Regions from separate parts of the Gossypium hirsutum genome. Here region 1 is linked to region 2. The links are chromatin contacts, called in public Hi-C maps. All regions are on one chromosome and are shown on one strand. Each heading gives the region's core, a stretch centred on a gene start, on an enhancer-like site or on the middle of the called end of the contact. The rest is flanking DNA. Distances are from core to core; before and after follow the strand shown. Region 1 holds the start of LOC107894357 (putative rRNA methylase YtqB). Region 2 holds the start of LOC121202928 (pre-mRNA-splicing factor ATP-dependent RNA helicase DEAH7).

What was found. A called contact is a pair of places that touch in the nucleus more often than the background predicts.
Region 1: a Hi-C map of leaf shows a contact between it and region 2, with 3 times the contacts expected there. The contact joins the promoter of LOC107894357 here to the promoter of LOC121202928 in region 2. A contact is called at or near these places in 2 of 34 Hi-C or Micro-C datasets (both in leaf).

The regions. Positions count from the first base shown.
Region 1 is chrA13:89,045,589-89,049,237 of Gossypium_hirsutum_v2.1, forward strand. LOC107894357 (putative rRNA methylase YtqB) reads left to right here and starts at 1,803. Exons shown (of 5, transcript XM_041084788.1): 1 at 1,803-2,104; 2 at 2,192-2,255; 3 at 2,965-3,196. The coding sequence starts at 1,912.
Region 2 is chrA13:88,718,540-88,722,125 of Gossypium_hirsutum_v2.1, forward strand. It overlaps LOC121202928 (pre-mRNA-splicing factor ATP-dependent RNA helicase DEAH7), which reads left to right and starts at 1,640. Exons shown (of 15, transcript XM_041085144.1): 1 at 1,640-1,978; 2 at 2,501-2,722; 3 at 3,540-3,586. The coding sequence starts at 1,975.

The DNA of each region.
Region 1 (3,649 bases), core at 553-3,052, 330 kb after region 2:
TCAATCATATCAAATTCTACTTATGAACCCATTGTTTCCCTTTTGATTCAACGATTCTAGGGCATTCATAATGGCTCTTTTAGATTCACAATCCGAGTGCTCTTATTGCTTCATTAATGACTTATTATTATTTTTCACCATCGAGTTATTATTAAAAATGTTCCCTAATGTTACCATCAAGACCCATATGCAAGTCCTCGACTCTTACCCCATCAAAAGCTGTAATATTTTTTTCGATTCATAAGCAAGATGCTTTAAAAAGAGAAAAAACTATTCAAGAAAAAAGTTCCATCGATTGAAACTCCCATCGCTTGAATAGAACGGGAAGTAGAAAGCCCAAAAAAAATCAGGGGAGGAAGAAACTGCTGGAACCACTATCGGAGAAGGTGACCGGAAGAGTGGCGGCGACAAATTGACGTAACAAACTCTAGAAGGATGAAGAGAGATTTGGGGGGTTATCCCTTGAGGAGAGAAATTTTTTAATTTTTTTTGTGAAAAAAGAATTTGGGTTTTTTAAGTTGAGGTCCTTAGCATATTTTGAAATTAATTTTTTTGAGAAAAATGACACGTAGCACCTTACAATTGTGTAACATGTCTTGACAAGTCAAAATTTAACATCGTTAGATGGAGGTGCCAGATTAATAAATAGAAATTAATGTAAAAATATCACATTAAAATATTTTGAAAGTAAAGATATCACGTTTATAAATTTGATAAAGTATAGGGGTGAATTTTGCTATTAACACTTAAAGAAAGCATGCAAGTAAGTAATTAGGCTTCCTTCTAATGAAAATGTTTGAGACTAGTATAGTTTTAGTTAATTCGTGATATTAATGGTGCATTTAGTAAATTATCTAAATTTAATAAGTTATTTTTATACAATAATAATTCTTTAATTTTAATTTTAGAATATGTGTTTTATTTTTAAAATATATTTATATGTTATTTTATTAATCTTATTTAAACAATTTGAAATTTTTATTGACGAGAGATGAGTTTTTATACATTTTGACTTACACAATTATAAGTTTTGATTTAATCTGCTCTTTTTGACACAATATTTTATACTACTTATAATGCATTTTAATCTATAAATAGAGAGATAATGCGCTTCAGCGCACTCAAACCTACATCCTCTTGTATTGACAACAATATCAGTGCCAATTGAGATAAAACTCAATCGACCCATAAACCTCTTTTAACCTATAAATAGTAGGATAATACGCTTCAGCTCACTCAAAATCACGTGCTCCTGTATTGAGAGCAATGTTCATACCAATTTCAAAATTCAATTGACTATTGTTCAATAGCTTTTTGGACTAATATATTACACACAATTATTTAGTTTTAAGTTTTGTTACTGGCTTAAAGAATATTATTGGTAAATTTTTTTTATAATAATTAATATTAATTTTTAAAGTTTAAAATTATGCGGGTATTATTTAAAAAAGAAAAAATTATGATATAATTACATTAAACATTTCTAAACAATTATTTTTTTAATTATGAAAGATGCAATTACTTAAATTTATTTTATGGAGTTCAAACAATCACTGATGTCAATATATATATTTATACTTGAATTATTGGTATTTTCACTGTTTTGAGAATAGGATCGAATGTTGGTTTAGAATAAGGGATTAAATAGATTGATTTTGTGAATCAATTACATTGATAATTATATTAAATTTTTTTATTTTTATAATTTTTAAATGATTTATTTAATTAAATCGGATGGGTAAAAAAAAAACTGATGGTTTACTCAATTTCACCATCAGCTGGGTTCTAAAGATCTTACGGATATTACCCTTAGACTGATCCATTTTGTAGTTATTATCCTTCCCTTTCTCCACGGCCTCCCCCGACTACTGAACTGAAACAAAAACAAGTCTGAGGCTCACAGAAGTAACAATGTCAGCTTTGAGGTTTAGCTCACGCTTTAACCCAATGTTATCAAACACAATCCTTGTTCAAACCAAATCATTATTATTCAGTTTCTCTTCCTTCTCCTCATCAGTCAGAAAACCCTGTAAGACTCTTTGTTGCTCTACCAATTCCCTTCTTCATACCAATGGAGGCACCTCAAACAGCTCTCCACTTTCTGGTATTTACTATTACTATTGTTGATATTCGCTGCTTTTTGGATGTGAAATTTAAATAAAAGGACTTATCTTTCGTGATACAATTTCAGGGTTAGAGGATGAGTTGGTTGGTTATATTTTTGGGAAGAAGAAAGCAACAGAAGTGGCTCATTTGTAGGTACTTAACTTCCCTTTTTTGTTTTCTTTCTCTATCTCTCTGATTTCTTTTAATTTTTTAATGTAATGTTTAAAACTGTACTCTATCTGCTAGTATATAGTCCGTGGTTAATCGGGACTGTTGGACCTTTTAGGTTTCCTAGAACATTATTGTAAATTCGATGTCTCTGTTATAAATGTTGGTGGTTTACATGCTGGGAAACTGTGTAAACTGAAGCAGCTTCTTGTTCTTGATGTTATATTGAACGTGGTTTAATAAGATATGATAGTAATAAAGGTATGGCCAGAATTTAGTGATACTATATCAAGAAGTGCGAATGGGAATTCAGTGCTCGTGGGGTATAAATGTTGAAATTGATAAAAAAAGAAATTTATATGGTGTCAATAGGAATTTGATGTTCTTCCTGAAATCTATCTTTTTGTTCTTCAGCATCCTTTCTTCCAATTTTTCCCCTTCAAGTTTGCACTGATTTTGAACTGCATGATCTAATTTTACTTGGACCTGAGAAGCCTGTTTCTGATACAAGCCCTCTTGTGCTATTTCCTTAACAATTAAGTTTTGGTCTTTGTTGTTTATACCAAGGATGCTAATTTTTTTTATATATCATGAAATCTTGCATGGTAAATTTCCATATACTTCTCAGCAATGGTGCTCAACTTCGTATACATATTTCTTTTAAATAATGTTATTTCCATTACTGGCCAGGGTTTGGAGGCATGTCCTGCATAAAGGGGATATTGTCATAGATGCCACATGTGGGAATGGTTATGATACCGTAGCAATGCTTAAAATGGTTGCTGATGAATCTGGTCATGGTCGTGTTTATGGAATTGACATTCAAACAGAGGCTTTAGAGAATACTTCTTCCTTACTGGATGAAACTGTCACTCAGAAAGAGGTTCTTCTTGTTTTCTTTTCAACATTGTCTTCTTTATCATAAAAGGTTCAAAGAGATAGTAAATTTTAATTACTGCAAGGATAACCTACCCAGAGTTTACACTGCGTTTGAAATTTTAACCTTAAGATTCAGAATGCCTAGTTGTTGGTGTAAAAGTTAAACTTATAGTTCTATGTTTTTGAACCAGCATGCTGCTTAACTCAATAATAATAGCCATTACAGACTATTATTCAGCAATTCAAGGTCATTTGACTTGTCTTGTCATTTGAGATTTACTGTGTAGTTACCTTTATTGGTCTTCTTGATAGAACATATGTTTGATTATTATGCTTGTAAAGTTACCTGTCTCTCACACACACACACACACACACACATATCTAATTATATGAACAATGTGGATTTATTGGATATTGATGCTGCTGAATATTGTACTGCATTTTCTTTTTGCATATAGATAAATTTCCTCGAATTTTCAAAATGGAGAAAAAATAG
Region 2 (3,586 bases), core at 390-2,889:
TAAAAGTGTACCTCTGAAAATCCATCGAAAATTCCAAGAACTTCAATGGGATAAATATGGAAAAATAATAAGGGAATGGAAATCATGGTATTGATGAGCTCATCAATCATGGTATATATATTATTGACACATGGAAATCATTGTACTAACTTGAATGTTGAGTTTGTGCATGTTAGGGTAATAATGCATTGAATGGATATATGAATGTTTATTTCACTGTATTGAAAATATTAGGTAAGTATAATTCTTGTTACATGAGCTTATTAAGCACAAAGTGCTTACCCTATTTCCTTTTTCCCTGTTTTGTAGTGTTAAGAGCTCGGAGGTCGGACTTGGTCGGAGACACATCACACTATCAACTTCAAGATTTTGGTATATCAAGAAACTTTATTTTGGAAATCAATGGCATGTATAAGCTAATAAAGTAAATGTTAATGTGATATGAATGTAAGGTCAGCTATTGGTATGGCTAACAAATCTTGGTTTTGGTATGTGATGAGGTTATCTTATAAAAATGCATGAATCTATCTTGAAAATATGTTGAATTGGATTGGTTGATGTGGATTAGTCTCGGTTTAATATTGCAGGGAAGGTTAAATATTTATAAAGGGGCTATATTGAGTAAAAAAATTAATTTGTAAACTCCGGCAATGCCTCATACCCTATTCTGGCAATGAATACTGGTAGGAGGTATTACATCTAGGATACCCCAGTTGTGCCAAGTTGTTCAATAGTAGTAGCATTGTTGAGTTACCTAATCCTTTGGCTTAGGATTAGTCAGTTCTATTTCTTGATGAGGGTGGGAAAAGGAGATAACTCAGCGGTAGAGTGTCACCTTGACGTGTTGGAAGTATCAGTTCAAGCCTGAATATGCTTAAACCCAATGTGAGTTTTTCTATTTTGCCTTGCCCCTCGCCGTGATCGAATAAGAATTGATTGAATAGCTCAAACTTTGCAAAAGTTTTATTACCATTAAAAATATTAGTGGGCCAAGCCAGACCAGGTTATGCCAATGCCTAATTTCAAAAACTTTTCCAACTTCAAGCTCGCTTTACTTGAATCACTCATTTCATTGTTTAAAAACAATAAAAAAATTATATTTAAATTTAATTATTAAAAAAATATCAATATAACTTGTTTACATTTTTATTATTTTAAATGGTAAAACAAGCTGAGTTCGGCTAGCCTAAGGTTAAAAAATATAAATCTAAGCCTAACCCTATTTTGGGCTAGGTGGGTTCTACTACTAGTGAACATTTCTAATTATTATTTAAAGAGTAAATAATATATATTTTTCTAAATTTTGAAAATTTTTATATTCTTCATGATATAAAATTTTAAAATGAATTTTAAAAGATTTTAATTTTTTTGAACTTTAAAATTTTTTTATAATATTTATATACTTTTAAAAAATAACGACTAAATTAGTAAAAATTATAAAACCAAATTAATAAAAATTATAAACTTTGAAGACTACAAAATTATTTTACCATTTTTTAATTGCTACATTAATAATTTAACCGCAAAATTAGATAAAGAAATAAAGTTTTTTAAATTAAAAAAATAAAAAATTTAATATCTCAAAACTAAAATGTAGAGACGTCCTTTTAAATTTCAAAAGAGTATAGGCACCTCTCACATATTTAAACCAAATACAAATATAGGGTACTGCATTCATTACACGGGAAGTTCTTTTTTTCAATTATTTAAAGTCTTTTCCCTTCTTCTATCGTCATCTTCATCCTACCATCGTCCATCTCCATCTCGTCTCGGCAAATCAATTTTTTTTTGTTCCTTTTCTTCTCTTCTCATCTCAGTTCTCCCACACCGCCGTGTCCGCTGTTTTTTTCCGGATCTGACCCGTATCCCGTGTTGGAATCCCTGTCGGATCGTGTTGGGTACTGCATCCCAAATTGCTGAGTTCGGGAAACGAAGGATATATCATTCATCTCAACCTTATTGTATAGATTAACTATGAGTAAGTTTGCTAGTAGTCTTGCCGCTTCACTTTCAAAATCTTGTTCATGTGCAAGTATCAATTTAGGGTTTGGGGGTGAAATTTTTAGATGACCTGATTCTTTTGGTTTTCTTCTACTTAGCTATGTTTTCTGTGACTTTGGATAGCAAACTGTCTTTAAAGTAGTGTTTTTTGTGCTCTTATTCAGCTTTCATAGTAATAATTGCTCCTCCGTGTACGGTCTGTTCTGATGGTTTTGTTCTTGAGAGTACTTTCACCGCTCTGTTTTCTCTGATATCTTACCATGACCCATGATTCTATTCAATTCTCTCTTTGTCTAAAAAAAGAGAAAAAAAAAGTAATGACATTTTAGTTCTGTTGCCCAAATTTGCTTGGCACTTTTACATTTTAAATTATCTGTAATACCTTACCGTTTTCTTCTTCCTATGGATACCATTACAGCATGCAGTTGAATGTTTCTTTAAGGTATTTCTGCCTCCAATTCGCCTTCTGTTTGTTGATTGAATTTTTTTAAGTTATTAGGTTTGGACGTTGGTGCTAGAGAGAAGCAAGGAAATCCTAAAGTTGATGATGGATTCAAGGTTCCAAAAGAAAAAATAACCTGCATTGCGGCATCTGTTGATGTGGATGAGGGGTTTGAATCTTCTGGAGTTGAAGAAACTAGGAGTACTGTTACAAATGGCAGCCGAAGCCACACTAACAGACGCTATCGTGATAAGACAGCTAGTGAAACAACTAATTCTGGTAAGCTTTTTATTTTTATTTTGTCTTTAATAAGCTTAGTAATGGTTTTTAATTAAGAAACCGTTTTTTCTTTTTTAAATGTAAAACTTTTATAGTAAGCAGCAACATAACTAAATCATCATATGCTGATAATGAGAAGATTTATTGTTCCTATTCCCTTGGCTCCAATTTTTTTGGTTCAAAACTTGATGTTTAAGTGCATGCTTGAGTATTTGGCAATCAATCCTGTGAAATAGTTTCTAGTTAAGGTGGCATAGAAGCATATAGGCCAGGCGTAATCTGTTCTTACAATTAATGATTGTTTTTTGGTCTCTCCTCTCCACAAACTGTCTAATGTATTTGGCAGAAGGAGATGATGTTATTTATGCCTATACATGCATTTCTCTCTGTGGATGGGTAACCTATATATTTGATTTGAGGCATAGTATGATGACAGCATAACTTATTGCGGAAGTTATACAGCCAAGTCGTTTGCATGCTGATGACCAGTTTTGACATTTAAGATTTAAGAATTAAGATGGATTTTCAACTCACGCTTTCTTAACCTTGTGTTTAGTGTTCGTCATTTGCCTTTAGTGTGGAAGAAAAGGTTGGGGTCTGGCGGAATTTTTTTGTTTTTTTATTTTTAGTGGGGGCAGGGGTCAAACATGGTGATTCTGATAGTATATACCTTTTTCACTAGTAATCCCTTGTTTTAACAAGCCCTGATGCCCCTTGTGTCTGGAGGACATTTTTTTCCTTTTCTTTTTTATGCTCTTGCTGTGTTTATGTTTTCCTTCTGTTATTCAATTAAATTTCTTTTGTTGCTATATTGCAGAAAGTGGAGTTACGCTAGACAGTGGAGGAAGTGATGATACATTTGGT